Linked DNA regions of Mus musculus: region 2 is linked to region 1. Evidence: chromatin contacts called from public promoter capture Hi-C data. All regions are on one chromosome and are shown on one strand. The core of a region is the stretch at or near the end of the contact, and the rest is flanking DNA. Distances in the headings are between cores, read along the strand shown. Region 1 overlaps Zfp28 (zinc finger protein 28). Region 2 overlaps Usp29 (ubiquitin specific peptidase 29).

Evidence for each region. Promoter capture Hi-C pulls out the DNA fragments that hold promoters and counts their contacts.
Region 2: a contact with region 1 is called in a promoter capture Hi-C map of cranial neural crest. The contact joins two enhancer-like sites. A contact is called at or near these places in 11 of 39 promoter capture datasets (the 3T3-L1 cell line, the C10 cell line, the HPC-7 cell line and 8 more), 5 of 115 datasets of contacts at active chromatin or transcription factors (the 230-238 cell line, bone marrow-derived macrophages, embryonic limb bud and 2 more) and 1 of 9 other capture datasets (adipose tissue).

The regions. Positions count from the first base shown.
Region 1 is chr7:6,395,159-6,402,522 of GRCm38.p6, reverse strand. Zfp28 (zinc finger protein 28) reads right to left here. Exons shown (of 7, transcript NM_175247.3): 7 at 5,886-7,364. Among named protein-coding and RNA genes, the nearest start is that of Zfp28, 16 kb to the right of the region's middle. Within about 2 kb of position 3,837, at least 170 of the 459 cell types and tissues checked have an H3K27ac peak or open chromatin away from gene starts, as enhancers often do.
Region 2 is chr7:6,929,392-6,936,755 of GRCm38.p6, reverse strand. It overlaps Usp29 (ubiquitin specific peptidase 29), which reads right to left. Exons shown (of 8, transcript NM_001360502.1): 4 at 4,934-5,099; 5 at 4,073-4,156. Among named protein-coding and RNA genes, the nearest start is that of Zim3, 44 kb to the left of the region's middle. Within about 2 kb of position 2,860, at least 28 of the 459 cell types and tissues checked have an H3K27ac peak or open chromatin away from gene starts, as enhancers often do.

The sequences.
Region 1 (7,364 bases), core at 2,588-5,087:
TGTTCTTCTTAAACTGCCACTTTCCCATTTTCATATAATTCAGCAAACATTTACTTATCATACCTAGAGAACAGCACTACATTGGATTTTGACTACGTTGCCAGGTGGGGACATTTTTAACCAGCTCTGAAACATTTTATCACTAACAGGTTTCCTTTATTGTATCAGTTCTCAACCTGCAGGTCATGACCCTTTTGGGGGTCCAACAACCGTGTCACAGGGGTCACCTAAGACAATTGGAAACACAGAGATTTACATTATGATTCATAACTATAGCAAAATTACAGTTATAAATTAGCAATGAACATCATTTTATGGTTGGGGGGTCACCACAACATGAGGAACTGTACTAAAGGGCTGCAGCACTAGGAAGGCTAGGAACCCCTGCTTTAAAGTATGTTGATCTGGTAAGTGTGAATCATTCAACAGGTATAAAGAAAAAGTTAGAACCCAATAACTGAGCTCTGCTTATAATGATGCAAACCAATATGCTTTTATTCAGTGACAACCTATGATGCTCTTCTTGATCATTAATGAGACTCCCCACCCCCTTTTCTACATCTCCCAAGAAATGGTTTGAGCTTTTTTTTTTAATAGAAGACTTCTATCCTTTAAAAAAAAAAAAAGAAGAAGATGATGAAGAGGCCAGAAGAGTGCATCAGAACTGGAGTGACAAATGGCTGTGAGCCACCAAGAGAGAAATCAAACTCTGGTCCTTTGCAAGAGCAGCAAGTGCTCTTAACCACTGAGCTATCTCTGACAGAGCTTGCCTTCACTGTAACATGGAGGGTGCTTTTCCTTTAAGGTTTTATGGACTTGGAAACCATTTAGATTGCAGCTTATTCTCTTTTTGGGGGAAGGTGGCAGCTCAGAAACAACTTCATGCATTGCTTTCTGACTGGTCTCTTGTATCTGGAGCCTCCTGAAGGAAGTACGTCACTTGGCGAGTAGACTTAGTCTTTCAAAGGGGAACAGACATTGCCAAATTCCTAAGCACAAGCCTTTATTTCAGCAGGGAAAGAGAGAACACTGAATGCTGACATGATCAATGGGGACATGGCTTTAACCAACTTGATTTTGTCACTTACATTTATTCTTGGTTCTTCATTTGTATGACTTCAACTAGAGAGCATACAACTGATGAAGGAGAAGTTGTGGAGATCGAGTTACAAAAATACAACTCAGAAACACACCAACACAACACACACACACACACCAAGAGACTGAACCCAACTGACTAGGTATTCAATGGAAACCTAAAAATATAGCTGAGAATTCCCTCCCACTAGATTTGCAGGTTGAAAACAACCTACCAACCCCTCGATGTTTCCCCTCAGCCAGACCCATTCATTAAGGTACGTTGTATATTTAAAATATAATAATTTTTAAAAATTATCTTATTTTATATGTATATCTCATTTTATGTATGAAACCTCTGGAAAAGCTTTTCACAAATCAAACAACCAGTATGTAATGAGAAATAGTCACCAAGCTAAGTCTGCCAGACTCCAGTCCTCTTCATTCAAGTAGACACTACAAAATATGCCTCCCCGTGAAACTAACGGGTCGGGATGTGAAGAGGTGAGTTCATGCCGAAGCCACGTTCCCCCAAAGCTCCAACAGTAGCCCTGTGGTTTCAGAGAAGTGTCGTGAGACCCAGGTCTCGGTTCGCCTTACAGCAAATGGGCTGTGATGAGGTCCCTTGTTACCCGCTCTGACTCATTCCTTTCATTATGAAGGGGGAGCAAAGCTGAATTAATTCTAAAGTTTTTAAATTCTTTCTTTATTTTATGGTATAGGTGTGTGTTCCTGAATGTGTGTTATGTGCACCACGTGCATGCAGAAGCCCAAGGATGTCTGAAGAGAGCATTGGATCTCCTGGAAGTGAAGTTACAGATGGTGGTAAGCCACCCTGTGGGTGCTGGGTATTGAACCCAGATCCTCTACAAGAGCAGCAAGTGCCCTTAACTGCTGACACATCTACTCAGCCCCTGATTCTGACTTCTTTATTATAAATTCCATGGCCTTTCCAAAAGATTATTATAATAAAAATGAACACTTAACTGAATTTATACGTGGCAGGGACGGCACCTAGTATGTGTGAGCTCATTTAATCCTTACAAAAATCTTATGAAGAATATATTAGAATTCTCCATTTAACCTGAGAACTAAGATTCATTGTCTTAGTTAGGGTTTTACTGCTGTGAACAGACACCATGACCAAGGCAAGTCTTATAACATTTAATTGGGGCTGGCTTACAGGTTCATAGGTTCAGTCAAATATCACCAAAGCAGGAACATGGCAGCATCCAAGTAGGCATGGTACAGGAGGAGCTGGGAGTTCTACATCATCATCTGAAGGCTGCTAGCAGAATACTGGCTTCCAGGAAGCTGGGGTGACACACTTCAAGCCACAGTAACACACATACTCCAACAAGGCCACACCTACTCTAACAGGGCCACACCAATAGTGCCACTCCCTGGGCCAAGCATATCAAACCACCAGATATAAAAAACAAAAACTCCTGGAGTGGAAGTTTGAAGACAGAACTCTTGATGTTACTTAACCATCTGGCACAGCTGTCAAAGGGTGTTAACAATCTCTACCTTGTACAGACCCTGCGGGGAGTTCATGACAGCAAGAAGAGTGGATGCTGCAGTCATCACTTGCTGACTCTGAATCCTGCCTCTTCTACTTCCTGGTGATTATTTGTCCCCTTTGTGCTTCAAAGTCCTCATCTGTTTAAAAAAAAAAAAAAAAGACTAAGTATTTCCTAATTTCACACTCTTCTATTAATACTCCCCAAAGGTCTTAGAGACCCAGCCTGTGTCTGTCACATAATAAGCACTCAATAAACATTAGCTGTTGTACCTCTGTCCAGGGAAGCAAGCATAGTGTGCTGGAATGAATGGAACACTCTAAGTGGCTCAGAGGACTGTGAACAGCAATTCTTCTCCCCTCCCTCTTTGTCACTAGGATGGGCGGTGAGAGAAAGGAAGCAAGGGAAAGGTGAATACATTCTTGCACAGAATCAAAGCTTGGAATCCCCTGACATTTCTAAATAGAGCTGTGAGCCTCCTCTCCAACCCAAAGTCTTAGTCTATCGAGACAGGACAAGGACCTGACAGGTGAAAAACGAAATGCTGGTATGCAGCACCCTAAAGGAATGTAGCAGAGCCCGGTTAAGTAGCTCTGGGCAAGTCAAGGTCCCTCCTGAACTTGGATCCATAGTATAAATCAGTGGCTTCCAAATCTTCAGACGAGTTTACCAGCACTGGAGACCACCGACACCCTCTAGACTTGGCACTGCAAATTACATCTTCCTCAAATCTCGACTTTTTGCTATTTTAGCCAGACCCAAACTATCTGTCATTTTTACCTAAGTAGTGATTGCTTCTAGAAGAGTCCTGAGCTCTATCTCTTCCAGAAAGGTCAAGCAAGAAATACTTCAGCTGCCTGCACACTGTCTCTGGATTCTGGAGTTTGACACCTGAAGCCACGCATCTGATAGTGAAAGAGTATCGCCTCAACCGCTTTCAAGTGTTTCACTCATTCCAGTACACACAACCATCCCTCTGCTGGGACTTGAAAGCAAGCCGGGTGGCACATGCCCCTTCCACCATGCATCCCGTTTCACACTTCCCCGCAGCCTCCTTCCAGACAGACCCACATCCCCACATTCACACAAAACACATGTGTCAGTTCCACGGATGCCAGACCACACTTGCGCCGACCAGGACACCAATCTTGGCAGTTTACCCAGGTCTAACTTCCATCCCACATCCACCAAGACTGGGCTGAAGTATCAGTGACTTCCGGTTTATACCGGAGGTGGGCGAGTGATCCCTCGCAATGGCACTTGGGAAATGTAGTCCTCGCTCGGCGAATCTAGATCAAGGTTTTCACAAGAGAATGACAAGAAGCCTCTTCAGTAGGTCAATTGGTCGCCACTCTTTCCCTAGTTGATGTCCCCCGTTTTAGAATACAGTCAATAGAAACCACACAGCCTCGTGTCTGAGTCTAGAAGAAGGGCGGACCATAGAACACCGGCTCAGAGGTGACTATCAGCTTGCGAAGATGAGGCCTGGATATAATTAAAATGAGAAGCTTTAAAGCCAAGGAGGCGGCTGTGGCTTCTGCAGTAGAAGACAGCTGAGGGCAGTGAGTGAGATTTAGAAGGCATCGGGGACACAGAGTAAAAGATAGGAGGAAAATACTTGATTATGATTTGTGTACTTGTGATTTCAATGCGTAACCCATTTCATGCTTTAGCTTCCTGACATAACCCACCCTAATCCCCAGGTCTACGAGGCTGAACATCCCAAGACTACACATCTTCACCCTATTCGGGGCTTTATTTTCGGTGACAAAAGTGTTTGACACATAGGAGCTTCAGAACAGATGATGACCCACCTGTCTCTTATGCTCCAGGCAGATGTTCACATAATTAAAGCATACTCTTAAAGTCACTACTAGCTGGGCATGGAAGCACAAACCTTTAATCCCAGCAATCAGGAGACAAAATTAGGCAGGCTGATCTCTGAGTTTCAGGTGAGCCTGGTCCACATAGTGTGAGTTCCAGGACAACCAGGGCTATGTAGAGATTCTGTCTCAAAAAAGAAACAAATATACAAACAAAAGTCATTACTACTATTAATGTAAAGTTGTTTAAATTCATAGAAACACCTCCAGTGTTGTTAATTTTCTTGTTACTTGGCAAAGATGTTGGATGTGGAAATTTGAGCCTCCAGATGGCAGCTCCCCTCTCCCTCTCCTCCCCCTCCCTCTCTTGCTGCCTGACTACTTTAAGCAAAAGGACTGTCAGTCAAAACAGCCAAATAGACTACCTTTATGTAAACATGGGCATACCTTGAGTGTGCAACTATAGTAGCTGACTTTCCCCTAAAAGCGCAGACACACCAGGGATGTTCTGAACAGTCCATGTACCATAAGCCCCAGTAAACTCCAAACTTCAGCTTCTTAAGCTGCCTAGCTGACCATAAACACTGAAGAAGATGCAAACAACAGTAAGCTTCTGAATGTACAACTAAAAATTCAGATTTCAACATGTATGAGGTCTTTCTGGTAGCAATCTCCCATGTCGCATTACACAGTTCCATTGCAGCCTTGGCTCTGAATACCTAACGTGTACTTTGTTCTATGGATGCTGCTACACCACACGGTGCCAACATCAACTGAGACTTGAGATGTGTATGCTATGAACTGCAGTGTCTATACTACAGATACAAGGCTTGCTGTTCTCACAGTAACAAAGTGAAAGGAGACTGAACTTTTGCCTCCTGTCATTCATTAGCATGTATTAAATAAGAATATCTTTAGATTAAATTAGCATATTTAATTTTTTTAAATTCCTGTGCTGAGTTGCTCTCCTGAGGATCTAGTGCTCTCCTGGCCTCTGAGGGTACACAACACAAATACACGTGGTTCTCTCCCCCCCCCCTCTCTCTCTCTCTCACACACACACACACACACACACACACACACGCCTCTGAGGGTACACAAATACACGTGGTTCTCTCCCTCTCTCCCCCCCCCCTCTCTCACACACACACACACACACACACACACACACACACAAAACCATGCCTGGTGGTGCATACCTTTAATCACAGTACTTGGGAGGCAGAGACAGTGAATTCAAAGATAGCCTAGTCTACATAGCAAGTTCCAGGACAGCCAAGACTACAAAGAAAGACCCTGCCTCGAAATAAATCGATCAATAAACAAATAAACAGATCTTTCTAAAAAACTAATCCTTTATGTTTTTGCCTAATTGTTTCCTGAAGTTGGCCACATATCTTTCATGAGACTCTGTTTTTGGAAAGATAACTTATAAACATTTTAATAATACTTCTACATATACTTCTCTTTTATAGACTTTATTTCATTTAATATTTTCATCTCTTCATAAATTGATTTATAAGCTGTATTTTAAATATCTACTGTATGTGTTTGGGGTACGCATGTGATAGCACTTGTGTGAAGTTTGGAGGACTCTCCTGAATTAGTTCTCTCCTTCTACCACCTGAATTGCAAGGATTAAATTCGGGTCATCAGGATTGGCAAGAGGTACCTTTACCTGCTGAGTCATTGCATTGGCCTAATATTCTTGGGGGTTTTGTTGTTGTATGGCTTGTTTGGTTTAGTTTGTTTTTTGGTCAGGGCTTATTATTGCGGTGGGAGGGGTTAGAAACCTTTGTACACTCTCCTCTACTCTTCAGCTCTAAGTATTTGTGTCTCTATAGGGTCAGAAAGTCTCCAGTGCAGCTACTCAATTCTGCCACTGTAAACAACTAACCAAAGGGTTTGGTAAACCAGTGCCTGGGTGTGGCTCAATAAAACTCTATTTACAAAAACAGGACAACTGTTTTTGCACAGTTAAGCAAACATTCTCCATAAAGAGTCAGGTATTGTCTTTTTTTCCTCTCTGAGTCAAATGGTCTTCATCACAGGACAACTTTCCCTTTGTAGACAGAAGCACCACAAAAAGTATGTAAGTAAACTTGTGCCTTCATGCCAATACTTCACTGAGATGTAAATTTCACATAATTATGTTGAAAATATTCGTCCAATTTAAAACCACATAAACATATCTTCATAAATTTAAATTATGGGCCCTCCAAAAGGAATCAGTGAGAGTCTGACTGCAAGTTAGTTTGCTGCCCTCTACTGTAGCTCAGTTTACCCCAGAGTTAACACTTCTTTAGAAGTTTACCAAGAATGCATTCACAAACCCGTGACTTTCTATAGATCAAATCCTTCAGTTTTATTTGTTGGGAGATTTAACTTCCTGGGTATAAAACCTTGCATTTTCCCAATTATTTTGATTGATTTGTTCCAAGTAGCCTACATACACTTAGGCTGACTATCCTTTAAGGCTATTGCCAAGTGTACAGTGTAAGCTCCTCACTAAGAGCGCTTACCTTATAATCATGCAGTTCAAATCCAAAGCCATGATACAGTTCAGCACTATAGGATCAGCTGTTTTGTTTTGATTTTGAGATAGGGTCTCACTAAGTTGCCTAGAGCTGGCCTTGAATCCATGAACTCTAGGATTGCAGGTGAGCGCACCATACCCTTGGCTTAGAACCAAGTTTTCAAGAAAAAGAAGGAAGCCTCATCACCAACTCAGAGAACTCCCTTCCTGCTCTAAACGCTGGTTGCGCCGAGCCTCATTCTATTGCATTGTTTCCATCAGAGCTGATTAGAATGCATTTTCCACTTTCAAAAGACCCAAGTTTGCTGAGTACTTGGTATGAATCGGGCACTGTGCTAAACACATCTCAGGCATTAACCAGTGAATATAAGCTTTATATGAGCAAATTAATTACATTTACACTCC
Region 2 (7,364 bases), core at 1,611-4,110, 540 kb before region 1:
CCCCGTAGCTAGATGTGGCGGCATGCCCATTTATGCCTAGTAATGAGAAAGCAGAGGCAGGTAGGTCTCTTTGAGTTCAAGGTCAGCCTGATTTACGTAATGGATTCAAGGCTAGCTAGGATTAGGTGGTAAGACCTTGTCTCAAAACAAAGCAAAAATCCAACCAAACCAAAAAAATAAAAAATAAAATAAAATCAAGCTATATGAGACCTTACCTCAAAAATGAAAATGAATCTAGAATGCAGCTTGTGGCTGCAGCACTTTCCTCTAAGCACAGGTTCTATGCTCAACTCCCAGTACTTGGGAAACAAAACCTAAGAATTAAAAAAGAACAAAAAACAAAAAACAAAAAAAACAAAAAAGTTCATTGAGTTTCTCCAATTCGGGCAATCCTGCCAAATACTGTGGATTTCAAACCCCATCTTCTAAGACTTTGTGTTCGAATGGCGAGCAAACTGCAGAGCAGAGATCAGGTGTGGATATTGGTACCAAACACTAAAGAAGTCTGCTCTGTGCCAAAGACACCGGGGCGACTCCCATGAAGATACAAGGTTGTTGGAAGAAGAAAGAAGCCACAAAATAGCTAACTGTGGGAGTACATCAGGAAAAAACAAACAAACAAACAGACAGACAAAACAAAGAGTTACAATTTGTGTGAACTGATCTGGAGAAGGTGTTTTGTTTTGTTTTGTTTTGTTTTGTTTTGTTTTGTTTTGTTTTGTTTCTGTGTAGCCCTGGCTGTCCTGGAACTCACTCTGTAGACCAGGCTGGCCTCAAACTCACAAAGAGTTGCCTGCCTCCCCCTCCCTTTGTTTCTTTTTTTGTTTGTTTGTTTGTTTGTTTTGTTTTGTTTTTTAGTTTTTCGAGACAGGGTTTCTTTGTATAGCCCTGGCTGCCCTGGAACTCACTTTGTAGACCAGGCTGGCCTCAAACTCAGAAATCTGCCTGTCTCTGCCTCCTAAGTGCTGGGATTAAAGGTGTGCACCACCACCACCCGGCTCTTGTTTGTTTTGTTTTTGCCAGATTTCATTCTGGATTTGATGTTGTAAGCAAGCGTGGACTTTGTAGAACCACATCTTTTCAAAATCCCAAATAGCCTTGGTGGTGGTGCTCACTGCACTCAGGAGGCAGAGGGAGGCAGATCTCAAGAGTTTGAGGCTAGCTGCATCTCCATAGTGATACTTTGTTTCAAGACAAGGACAACAACAAAAACATCTCCAACTCCTAAACCTAGTAATGGTGATAATGATTAAAAAAGAACTCAAAATTATAATATAAAATGCTTCTTTTTTAGTTAAAACTGTATCAAAGAAGTAAACTCCATAAACTATCCCACTAAACACTGATTTTTTTACCAGACACTGATAAACACTTCTTAAGAATTAAATTGCCAGGCATGGTGGCTCACACCTAGAAACTCCAGCCTTACAGGGCTGAGGTAAGAGGATCTTGAGAGTTCAAAGCCAACCTAGGCCACATCATTCCAGGCCAACCTTGGCTCCAAGTGAGACCCTCACCCTGTCTCACCCTCCCAACCCTCCCACCCTGAAGCAATAAAGCCTGCAAATTATAAAATTCAATGTTGTCAGCTCTCAAAATTTGGATGAAAATGAAGGATACAATCAAGGGGAAATTTGCAAGCCAGATGGCTCTTTAGACAGATGTGACTTTAAACAGACAGTCTCAGAAGACTGTCCACATTGTTTTATGTCTAAACGAGACCTTTTCCGTCCTTAATTACACAGGGAGGTATATAACTCCCGGAATGAAGCCTGGCCTTTAGCTCAGTGGAAAATTCCGCTGCTGATTTGAGAGTAGAGCTTTCTTTTGGCTGCCAGGGAAATGGTAAACACTCTGGCTGCCTTCTCTCCACAAGCCCAGGCTCTGTATTTGCACAGTGTAATTCACTAACGACCATGTTTTTCTCCTGTTCCTGCTGCTCCACTGTAACTTTGCCATATATCCCTCTGGTGGGCATAGTACCTTTAAAAATATTTTAGAATTACATTTATTGTTATCATGTAGTTTTAAAAATAATTTATGCATTTTAATTTTATGGTGTTTTGCCTACATGTATTTCTGTGTGAGGATGTCAGATCTTAGAGTTAGGGACAATTGTGAGCTGTCATGTAGGTGCTAGGAACTGAACCCCTCTTAGAAGGGCAGTCAGTGTTCTTAACCACTGACCCATCTCAACTGTGAGTTACCATGTGGGTGCTTAGAATTGAACCCGAGTCCTCTGGAAGGGCAGTCATTGCTCTTAACCAATGAGCCATCTCTCTAGTCCCCATTGTCTCTCTCTTTTTTTTTTTTTTTTTTTGGTTTTTCAGGACAGGGTTTCTCTGTGTAGCCCTGGATATCCTGGAACTCACTTTGTAGACCAGGCTGGCCTCGAACTCAGAAATCGGCCTGCCTCTGCCTCCCAAATGCTGGGATTAAAGGCATGCGCCACCACACCCAGAAAAAGTGGAACCATTTTTGGGTTTTTTGTTTGTTTGTTTGTTTGTTTTTTTGGGTTCAGCATCCTTAATCATCAGGGAAATGCAAATCAAAACAACCCTGAGATTCTACCTCACACCTCACCTCCTTCCTTCCTTCCTTCCTTCCTTCCTTTCTTTCTTTCTTTCTTTCTTTCTTTTCTTTTTTTTTTTTTTTTTTTTTTGGTTTGGTTGGTTTTTTTTGTTTTTGTTTTTGTTTTTGTTTTTGTTTTGTTTTGTTGTTGTTTCCAGACAGGGTTTCTCTGTATAGCCCTGGCTGTCCTGGAACTCACTTTGTAGACCAGGCTGGCCTTGAACTCAGAAATCTGGCTGCGTCTGCCTCCCGAGTGCTGGGATTAAAGGCGTGTGCCACCATGCCCAGCAGATTTGAGGTTTTGATCAATTTCCTTAACCCCCATCACCCCCAAACCCAGGCTGTGGTAGCTACCATTTGTCTGCTCCAATGAGTCCATGTTTTTAGATCCTGCCAGTAAGTGACATCATGTCACTGTATCTTGCTTATTTTACCTGGCTGTAAGATGTCCTTTAAATTCACCCAATTTGGAAATGGAGAAGGGTGCGGTTGGAAAAGTTGTATCTTTGGAAACTTTTCTTAGCACTTAAGTTTTTCCATATGGGAGACCTGAGTGGTCTCCTAAAAGTGTAAACGTGTCCCAGTGAAGGAAGCAGGAAGTTTGGGAGATGAAAATCTTCCTTAACTAAAGTCTAGACTCCAGGGCAGTCTGGGCTACCTGAGACAGTCTCAAAAACAAGTTAAAACTGCGGTCCCAGTGAAATGGGTCAACAGTAAAGTCGCTTGCAAGGAAGTGAGTCAACAGGTAAAGACGCTTGCCCTGAACAGTCAACAGTAAAGGCTCCTGCAGGGAAGTAGGTGAACAGGTAAAGACGCTAGCAGCTGAGACTAATGACTTCAGTTCAGCCCCTGGGATCCACACTGTGGAATGACAGAATGAACTCCCACAGGCTGTCCTCAGCCCTCCGCATGAGGCCAGGGCACTCATGCAGAACCCCTCCGTACACAGAAATGCACACAAAATGAAACAAAATGGAATAATTTCTTAAAAGCGTAAAAAAGTAACAAATCGTCTCGTTCTTTCTATAAAAATCCTACAGTCTTCGGTATTCCCCAAAACATGGAAAATAAAAAAGGCACACCCAGGGCTCAGATCTTGATTTTGACATTGTGTTCTACTCACAGGGGACCTGGAACTCTGTGGATAATTAGTCAACTGCAGGGCAGGGCAGGGAAACAGGAGACTAGAATGTCTCGTTGTGTCTGGAAAGCAGGGGGGGCTTTTCTTTTTCTCAAGTGTCAAGAAGCTTGCAAAGATCCAGAATCAGAATGTGAGCTGCTCGGGAGAAGACAGGTTCTGAAAGTAGCAAATTGTAAACAAGCCCTTAATTACGTTAAAACCCGCAAAATCAGCATGGAAGCAATTAAGGTGGGATAAGAGAAAACAGAGACTCAGAGAAGAATTCTAACAGAGATACATCCAGGAATGTGGGGCCAGAAAGCCATCATGTGTCATCTCGCATGCAATAACTAAGGAAACAGTAATCGGTGGTTACTGAACCTGGATTTGTGGGGCCAGTGAGGTGGCTCAGAGGATAAAGGAGCCTTCAGCCAAGTGTGACGATGTAAGTTCCACCTCCAAGACCTGCATAGTAGAAGAAAATAAAAAATTGACTCCTGCAAGTTGTCCTCTGGCCTCCACGTGTGGCCTATGGCATGTGCCTGTCCACTCATATTTACAAGTGTAAGATTTTTAAAAAGTAAAATGAGAATGCCATGCATGCATACAAATTATCTTGGTCATACTCATTCCCCAATGTAATTCCTCCAGATTTACCATCTACCCTACCCTTCCCTTTCAAACTTTATTTAAACATTTATGTGGGGGGTGGGGGGGGTAGATAGGTGGTTGTGCACAAGTGGGCAGGTGACCAAGGAAGGCAGAAGAGGACATTAAATCCCCTGGTGTTGGAGTTACAGGCAACTGTGAGTCCCCGCTACAGGTCTTGGGAATCACCCTTTGGTCCCCTGGAGGAGTGATTAGGATAATTTTACAGAGTGAGTAAGCTCTCTCCTTCCATCTTTACTCAAGGTCAGATTGAGCTCAGGCTAACAATGCTCTTGAGTCTTTCCTTCAGAGGCCTCTACCCTTTTAACAGCCCCTTGATTACAATATGTCCCACCCGTACCCTCATGGGTGTGAAGCCAAACACTGGAGAAAAATGTGTAAATAAATCTTTGTTGTGCGAAAGTAGAAAGAGAAACAATATTTACATGGGTAATTGACAATGGAAAATAGTAACTTCATCAACCAGGGGACAAGTTAGACAGTATCAAGGCCAATAGCTCCAGTGTTGGGTCAAAAAAAAAATATGTCATAAGCTTATTGTTTATTTATTTACTTACTTGCTTACTTGCTTACCTTTGAGATGAGGTTTTTCCTGTAGAGCTCTGGCTGTCCTGGAACTCACTCTGTAGACCAAGCTGGCCTTGAATTCAGAGATCTGTCTGCCTCTGGCTCCCAAGGGCTGGAGTTAAAGAAGTGAGCCACCACTTCTTGGCATGGCACAAATTTACAAAAGGATGAACTGAGAAAGAGACAAAGACACACATGCACCAAGATGAAAATCTTTGAGAGTTGGGAATCGTCAGACAGATCTAGGTTGACACTCTACAGACTACTCTGTATTCCTCAAAAAAATGTCAGCATCAAGCCTGGGGGACTGATGAAAGTGAATTCAGTGAATTCAAGACCAGCCAAGTCTGCAGAGTGGGACTTTTTCTTAAACAAACAACCCCTTCCCCCCAAAATTATGTCAATGTCTTTCTGGCTCTTTGAGATGCCTCGGCATGTAAAGTCACTTCCGGGGAAAGCCTGGTGGCCTGCAGTCAGTCCTCAGACTTTAGTGAAGGTAGAAGAAAAGAACTTATCTGTAAAGTCACATTCTGGCTGCTCTCCTCTGTTTTTTTAATGTAAATGTCAGTATTGGGAACCCGTAAGCCAGAAATCATTACAGGTTAAAGAAGCACAAGAAATGAAACAATGACACAGTATATCAGTGTATAACCTGATGTGACACAGAAAAAAAATTGACAGCCATAAATTGTTGGAGTACTTTATATGTGAATATGGACTGCATAGATTATAATGCTGTAAATATTAAATTTAGATTTGCTTTCTAAAATGATTTTTTAAAGCTGGGTAGTGGTGCACACCTTTAATCCCAGCACTCTGGGAGGCAGAGGCAGGTGGACCTCTGAATTCAAGGCCAGCTTGGGCTACAGAGTAAGTCTCAGGACAGCCAGGGCTACACAGAGAAACTCTGTCTCAAAAAACAAACAAACAAACAAATTTTTAAAAAATGTATGTGTCTGTGTGTACATAGTGTGTCTGAGTATGTGTGTGTGTGAGACTACAGAGGCCAGAAGAGAGCTTCCCCTGCAGGCAGTTGGAGGCAGTAACCCATACGGGAGTTTGGAACCAAACTCAAGTCCTCTTGAGTAGCCAGTCCTCAAGAGTAGCCAGTGCTCTTAATGGCTGAGCCATTTCTCTGGCCTCTTTTTTTCTGATTGATCGATCGATCGATTGATTGATTGATGATTGACTGATTGATGATTGACTGATTGATGATTGACTGACTGATTGATTGATTGATTGCTGATTGACTGATCGATGATTGATTGATTGATTGATGATTGACTGATCGATGATTGACTGATTGATCGATTGATTGATGATGGACTGATCGACGATTGATTGATGATGGACTGATCGACGATTGATTGATTGGTTGAGATCTGTGTGTCTCTGCCTCTTGAGTGCTGAGACTAAAGGCGTGAGACACTGTGCTAGGCTTTATTTATTTGTTTGTTTATTTTGAAACAGGGTCTGGTGTATTCTAGGCTTTCTTCAGGCTTATGTAGCCAAGGATGACTTTGAACTCCTGTCAAGTCTGGAGTTCTAGGCTTGGGTCTGAATGCCGCTGTAACCTGTTTTTTCTGGGCTGGGAATAGAACCCAGGTCTTTATGTAAGCTAGGCAAGTATTCTACTAACTGGGCTATATCTCCAATGCCAAATAAGTTTTAATATAGGAATTAGATAGGCACTGAATGTACACATGTACATAAATAAATATGTAAATCTTTTCAGGGGCTGGAGAGATGGCTCAATAGTTAAGAGCACTTACTGATCTATGTTCAATTTCCAGAATTTGTGTGCATGTGTGCTTTGAATGACATAGGCGCACACACATATGCGAAATAAATAAAATCTTAAAAGAATTCCAAACAATTCTCAAAACCTAATATATGTATGCACATATGTACGTGCACTTATCTATCTCTATATATGTATATGTGTCTCTATATAATTAGAAGTTGTTTTGCCAATTCCCTTTGAAGGCTATTGGGGTTCTTCTCTAATCATTTGCCACTACAAGATATGGTGAAGAAGAGAAACAATTGAGTCAGTGGTTCTCAGCCTTTCTGATGCTGCAGCCCTTTAGCACAGTTCCTCGTGTTGTGCTGACCCTCAACCATAAAGCTATTTTCGTTGCTTTTCATAGCTGTAATTTTGCTACTGTTGCAAATTCAAATGTTGATACCTGATATGTACCCTCTGTGAAAAGCTCCTTTGATTCTCCACTGCACAGGAAGGTTCTCATTTCTCTCTCTAGCACCAAAGAGTTTGACTGTAAGGAGTCCCTTTCAAGTGTGTGTGCCCCACGCTGGTGATGGTGCTTTGGGAGGCTGGGGAACCTTCGGGGGAGAAGCCTAGTTGGTACAAGTGGGTCCCTGGGGAAGCCCTTGCTGGTGTACCCAGTGTGGATAAGTCATTTCTGTTAGGCATTTT